2 separate regions of the Sus scrofa genome follow, and region 1 is linked to region 2. The links are chromatin contacts, called in public Hi-C maps. All regions are on one chromosome and are shown on one strand. Each heading gives the region's core, a stretch centred on a gene start, on an enhancer-like site or on the middle of the called end of the contact. The rest is flanking DNA. Distances are from core to core; before and after follow the strand shown. Region 1 has its middle 340 kb from the start of SPRY1. Region 2 has its middle 490 kb from the start of SPRY1.

What was found. Hi-C and Micro-C count contacts between places; a contact is called where the count stands out from the background.
Region 1: a contact with region 2 is called in a Hi-C map of retroperitoneal adipose tissue, with 2.3 times the contacts expected there. The contact joins two enhancer-like sites. A contact is called at or near these places in 2 of 47 Hi-C or Micro-C datasets (heart right ventricle and retroperitoneal adipose tissue) and 1 of 2 datasets of contacts at active chromatin or transcription factors (skeletal muscle).

The regions. Positions count from the first base shown.
Region 1 is chr8:100,523,347-100,526,755 of Sscrofa11.1, reverse strand. It overlaps a transcript of SPRY1 not described here. Among named protein-coding and RNA genes, the nearest start is that of SPRY1, 340 kb to the left of the region's middle. Within about 2 kb of position 1,500, at least 32 of the 83 cell types and tissues checked have an H3K27ac peak or open chromatin away from gene starts, as enhancers often do. A contact at or near this core is called in retroperitoneal adipose tissue, where this site is marked.
Region 2 is chr8:100,371,172-100,374,439 of Sscrofa11.1, reverse strand. No RefSeq gene overlaps it. Among named protein-coding and RNA genes, the nearest start is that of SPRY1, 490 kb to the left of the region's middle. Within about 2 kb of position 1,774, at least 9 of the 83 cell types and tissues checked have an H3K27ac peak or open chromatin away from gene starts, as enhancers often do. A contact at or near this core is called in retroperitoneal adipose tissue, where this site is marked.

The DNA of each region.
Region 1 (3,409 bases), core at 251-2,750, 150 kb before region 2:
TAGGCTCGTGTATTGCCTGATGGTCATGAAGAGGCATGGGGATTTCAGTGCTATGAAGAGGTTATGTGACATCTAGACAAGAGAGTCAGGATGACAAGTGCTCTCTTTCCATTCAGACAACTAATCCCTAAGCATTTCTACCTTTTGCTGACTGTCCATAAGTGCTCTACACAAGAAATGTCCCTCTCTCCTCAGTCTTGCCTAGTCACTCACTTGCCTAAATCACTGTATGAATTTCCCTCTGTGAAACTGACATGGAAGGCACACTCCTCCTTTTAGCCCTTCCTGTCACTGGTGTGGAGTGTTGCATGTGTTAGTGTATGTGTGTGAGTGCGTATATGTGTGTGTATAGAGTAATATCTTCCCAATTTTCCATTCTTAGGTATTAAAGGATAGAAGCAGAATCTGTCTCTGGTTTTCTTTTCTGGTAGAAAACTCCTGAAGTTATTTTCAAGGGCAACGCCCAAGGCATATGGAAGTTCCCAGGCTACGAGTCGAATCAGAACTGCAGCTGCTGGCCTACGCTGTAGCCACAGCAAAGCCAGATCCAAGCCACATCTGTGACCTATACCTCAGCTCTTGGCAACACAGGATCCTTAACCCACTGAGCGAGGCCAGGGATCGAACCTGTATCATAGTCGGATTTGTTACCATTAAGCCACAATAGGGAATCTTGGTGTTCTTTTCCCTGGCCAGCTGTGCTCCTGGTAGCTGCCAGTGCATTTTCCTCCACCAGAGCACTGTCTTTCTTTAATGTGCTGTTTCTAATCCATTGTGGCCTGGGAATCCAAATAACCCAGCTTGTTAGAATTGATCTTAATATAAGAGTAAATGCCCCCAAGCAAGCATCTGTGTCCCCCAGTGAGTTTCTTTGGGAATCTATTCTTCAAGTTAGGTGTTAGTTTTTGTGCATGGATAGCCCCAGTAATTTTTTTCTCCACTTCTGAACACTTAAATAGATCCAGCTGGCTGATGAGGTGCTTGACAGCATCCAGCCCATTCTCAGTAGGAATTGTTTTCTCCCCTTTACATTGTTTTTCATGCCCTCAGTAGGAATTGTTTTTCCCCCTTTACCTTATTTTCCGTGCCCTAAGTTATTTTTAAATATGTTATGCGTGGTTTTGTTTCATTTTAGGATATTGATGAGATATTATTAACTGGAGAACTAATTCCTTACTTTTAAAGCCTCCATCTTGGGGGGGGTTACCTTGGCCAAACTATGGATAATGATAATGTGCAGTTTGTTTTGGGCTGTTTAAGAGTTTGTGTTATTAATGACTGACACACAGCCACCATGTGTGTCAAAGCCAGGGTTAGCTAGAAAGGAAAAACTGTATGAGAATAACCTGATTGTGCCAAGAGGTCATATTTTAAACATACACTCAGCCCTCCGGAACCGTGATTTCCACATCTGTAGTCGGCCAACCAGAATCTGTGGAGATGGAGCCCACTGCTACAGCATTTTATGTAAGGGACTTGGGCATCTGCAGAGGTCCTGGAACCAATCTGCCCATGGGTGTGGAGGCCAACTGAACTGTCCTTAGCAGCAGCAGAAGTCATGGGAGAGGAGCCGGTGTTTCCTAGGATGCATTGTTTATAAGTCAGGTTGCAGAATGTTTTTAAATCGTGGGATGACATTTAAGTCAAAATGATAAGAGTAGGAATTTTGACGTCAGAATCAGTGAGGTATTTGGATAATCATCATTTGATTTTAGAAATGTTTTGAAGTGGACCCCGTTTCTCCTATGTCCTTTCCCCATCATCCTACGCTTCTCAACAGCATGAAGTGCAAACTCTCGTTGTGAGAGTGAACGGTGAGGGGCAGAAAATGCATGTAAAAGTCCCCAAAGCTCAGTGTAAATAGTCACAGCCTTTAAAAATAACGCAGGTTTAAGAAAATGAGAGCCTCTATAAATCACTGGAAAGCTCGATGATGATTCTAACTGCAGATGGGCTTTTAAACAAGTGAGTTTGCTGCTGCTTCGCAACTCCCAATTGGATATTAAAAAAAAAAAGGCTCTTTCTCAATTTCCTGTTCTTGTGCCTTATTAAAATCATTCTGTTGCTCTGACCCCCGCCCCTGTTTCTTTCTTCTTTTCACATCTGTGTTTATTCGGGGAGGATGTTACCCACAGTTCCCGGCCATGAAGAATGCATGAAAGTCATGAGGATGAGATGGTGACCCAGCTACAGCGTGTGTGAAATGAGTGATGGGAAGAGAGAGAGAGAGGGAGAGAGCAAGCCGTGGTGCAGGGTTATGAGTTGTACAGTTATTTCTAGCTTTGAATTGTTTCCAAATCTCATACATTCACAGACAGCCTCGCCAAAGCCCACAGCTGTCATGCATTTTCAACAGATTCCACAGGGCCTAGATGAGGTTTGAAGGCATTCCTTTGCTCTTACACATTAGCTAAAAGGAATTACCGTAACATCTGATATTGTGGAAGTGGGATATTTGCCATCCTGACCTTGCCCAAAGCCGTCCGGAAATAGGGGTCCAAGAATGTATTATCTCATGCAGCCTCTAAAGGTCACTGGGGGCCCCTCAGAGGTTTTCCAACAAAACCCGAGCACCCAACATGCTCTGCATTTGGAGGAACTGTGCTGTTTTGTATGGACACGGTGGGCAGACACGTGTTCCCACTGCTATTTGGATGTTTGTCATAGGAAAGGCATGTTCCACTGGAGAAATTCCCAGCTGTCAGTAATGCACTGATACACCACAGCCAAATCATCTGAGGACGAGCCAAGTAAACAGGATGTTCACAATGTGTGTTATTGCATGTGTATGTAGCAAAACTTCTGCCCATTTCACAGCCTCATAATGGGATTGACACGCATTGCTTAATCTGCATCTGTCTGTTTAGGGTAGAAACACATAAACACCAATGAAACAATGTGTTAGAAAGCCCTTTCTTTGGCTATATGGGCTGTTGATATGACGGGATGAAATCTGTATAAATTGGGAATGAAGGAATGAATGTCATGAGTTTACTTCCTGGGAAGTGACTTCAAGTCATCCAAATGCAGATTAGAGGAAATGATCAGATCATCAGTGGCTATTGTGAGTTAACAAAGGGGACTGAGTCTCCATGGCTATTTTTACAGACCACTGGAGTCATTCTTTCTTCTTGTAAGATACTCATTAGTTGAGTTATGTAAATAGATGTACGGAAACAGGTCAAAGTTATGTCATTGCCCTTTTCTGTTTGGAAATACTGCTGTTAACTGTTAGAGTCTAAGCATGTTCCTGAGGCAGCAATTAGGGAAAGGAGAGTGGGGAGTTCCTTCAGCATTCAGTGCAGAGTGGGTTCTCTGAAAAAGAACATTAAGTATCCTGTTAGGTATCATACTAACTTCTCTGGGTATGCAAATCCCCTTTACCCAAGTTGGTACATTTATTCATGAT
Region 2 (3,268 bases), core at 525-3,024:
CAAGGCACTATAAGAATAATGGCTCTGGTACAGCAGTCTTCCTCTAAGAAGAAAATAGCTGCGTTTGTTATTTTAAAATCTGCATTGGCCAAAATAATTTCTGCTTAAAACCATAATGATGAAGCTGGGAAGTATGAAATTTTCAATATCCCCACCAAAATCGGTTTGCAATCTTGTTTTGAATTTGATATATCTTATTATGATGAAATTCTTAATGGTTTTAATTTATTTGGCTTATGATTTTAATTATACATTCATTTTTATAACAGCTTGCAACTGTTTAGAATTTCATCACGATGGCAAGCAAGAATATGTGTATCCCTTAATAACATTTGTTTGTTATTTTTAATAACTTCTTGAAACTCTTAATCAGAAAGGAGTTATAGAACAAAGAACTCCAACAATGACCATAACATGAGGAACTGATTTTGCACTCTGCAAATACGCTGAAGGATGAGACCAGCAAAAACAGGGTGGTGCTTCAATAGACGCCCTTCTCTAAAAACAACAGCTGGATGTGCCTGTTGCTACCAGAGGGGGAGGGTAAGGATGGAAGAAACATATTTTTTCAGTGTTGGAAAGTTTTCAGTGAAATCATGATGTCACCAGGATATGTTTTGTCTGTGACTATAATTTGCATAAGTTCCTTCCCATGAAACTATGAAAAATACAAAGGAATGTCTTATGGTACATTTTGTGTCTAGGGTGCCAATACTTTTAAGAGTCCATGAAGAAGATATCATGTATGAAGAATTTGGTTTGTAAATTCTTTCCTATTCTCAAAGGAAGAATAAGAAAGAAAAGAAACAGGACTTGCAAATGCTACAACTTCACATTATACTCATAGAAGGACTGGGATTGTTTTGCATTCCTAATCATTGACTAATATTTTAACTTTGTACTACATACTCTGGAGGAGAGGATCCTCATTTTCTTTCATATTTATGTCTTAAGATATCTACTCATTTTTTTATTCTTCCTGTTATAATTACTTCAGACATTTTATCAAATTCCTGTCTTTGAAAGATTTTAATCATCAAACAAAACGTATTTAGAACACATTTTTAGAGATATTTTGATATCAAGTTAAGGAGTATCTTGATGCAGAGCAGAGATATTCAAGTACCAAATAAATGTCTGGAAATCAACAGCCATTGAGCTTTAAGTGTTCTATACAGGAATTTGAGCACTATGTGCACGATTCAAATTGGCTCATCAGTCCCTATATAAATTCCAGGATATAAATAACATGATGGGAAGAAGGGTGGAGGCAGGAGAAATGGGTAAGTTAGAGATGGATATGACAGATCCCTCAATACTTTTGTAAATTTAATATTGAAAATATTTAGTTTTACATTTATTGATGCCCTTATTTTCTAGTTATGACTGAAAGGTATTTGAGCAAATACTCCCACTGAAAACAAGTAACAAGTTATATATATACATATATATATATGTTTATATATATATATAAATACACACATGCACACACATATATATTTACATCATTACAAAATCAAATAATCAAAAACATAAGAAGACTTCTCAGGACAACTTCTAGCCAAAAGCAAGAACCTAGAGCAGTAAGACAATGACTGAAGCCACTTTTATCCTTGAAGGCCTTTGCTGAATGAGGCAAACTTGACCTTCAGTTTTGAGGTCTGTACTGGGACATAAAGGGCTAAATTCAAGGCTCAGTATCTGCCTAGAGTGGAGAGTCAGGGGCAGTCCAGTCCTCAAGTGGAAGCAGCCAAAAGTTGTATCCTCTGAATAAGAATGAAGAGGAATTAAGCTATCCCCTTTCCTGTTTACTCCCAGAAGAATTCAAAGAAATGTGCCTAAACCCTGAGCCAAACTAGAGGGAAACCTTCCTGAGAAGTTGTAACCATGCATCATCTCTATCATGGATCTGCAGCACCAGTTAATACTACCGGTATTATCATACACAGCTGAAACTGAATTTAACTTTAAATGATTCTTTAATCATTAAAATGATTGGTAGTATTCTCCATTACTTGGTAGGAACAATACTGAATACTTTCTGGAAGAATCTACTTTCATCTCAGACTTAAAAATTGTCAAAAATTTTCAAAAAGAAAAGCATCCATATAATCAAAAATGAGCAAATATACATGGAAAAAAATTCACATGAGCAGAACAAATGGAAAAAACAGACAATACAAAGATATTTACAAAACAATCAAACAAAAACAACCCTCCTATCTTTGAAGCAAATATGAGGAAAAAAAAGACCTCTGAGTCTTACTCTCCTTGTACTCTCTGGCAGAATATAATCATAGTATTGCTCCTTTCCATCACATTGTTTAGTCATTTCTTGATTTACAAAGATCCCCCAGTCCTGAAAGAATAAAACTGACTAAGGGACTCATTATTTTCTCCTTGAGGAATATAGTGGGACAAAAAGAGGTATGAGGAGCCTTTTGAATTTATAACACAGGAATTCAACTGTGAACTTGTAACTATTAGATTGAACCACATAAAATGCCATTTTTCTATGGTCAGCAACTATCCAATGTACATCAGTAATCTCATAAGGTTTAGTCTAAAGAAAAGTACCTAAACCTTGAGCCAAGCTAGAGCGAAACCTTCCTGAGAAGTTGTAGTTGAGTAAGCTGCTGTTTCAAAGAGACCTTAAATACAGGAGAATCAAATACTATCATTTTAATTCTCTCACAAGTAAGTCAAGATGTGTTCAGCCTGTGGTTGGTGGAGTGACTCTTTTATTCTCAACATGCCTTTCAAGTTTGCTTTAATTTTCCCCACTTCTTAGCCATGAAGCAGAGAGAAAGATGAGGTCCAGGGTAGGTATCTTTCTTCAAAAGAGATAACACAGAAGTTGAGCTCATCTCATTTGCTTAAATTCCAACAGCCTGAAATTAGTCAAACATGACCACCTTTAATTTTAAAGTTCATGTTCTCAGGAATTCTCTCATCCTGTGTTCTTCTTTCTTGAAGTTTCTGTTCTGGTTAATGTTTGTTTGGTTATAATCCTTTGTCTAGTAATTGCTGCCAACAGAGCACACCTTTTTTTATGTTTCTGATCCTTGCATTTCTTTCTTTTTCTTTTTTTTGGACACGTAAATGATCGATTCCCTTCTTAATTCCTATGTAGTAGAGGAGAAGTTCAATGCTAAATGTCTTTGTTTTTTTTTTTCCTTGCAAATAACCACTTCTTCTGTTTGGAGGCTTATTAAGATGCCTCCTTGGAATTCAGGAATTTTTATCAGGATATATGTATTAACATGTG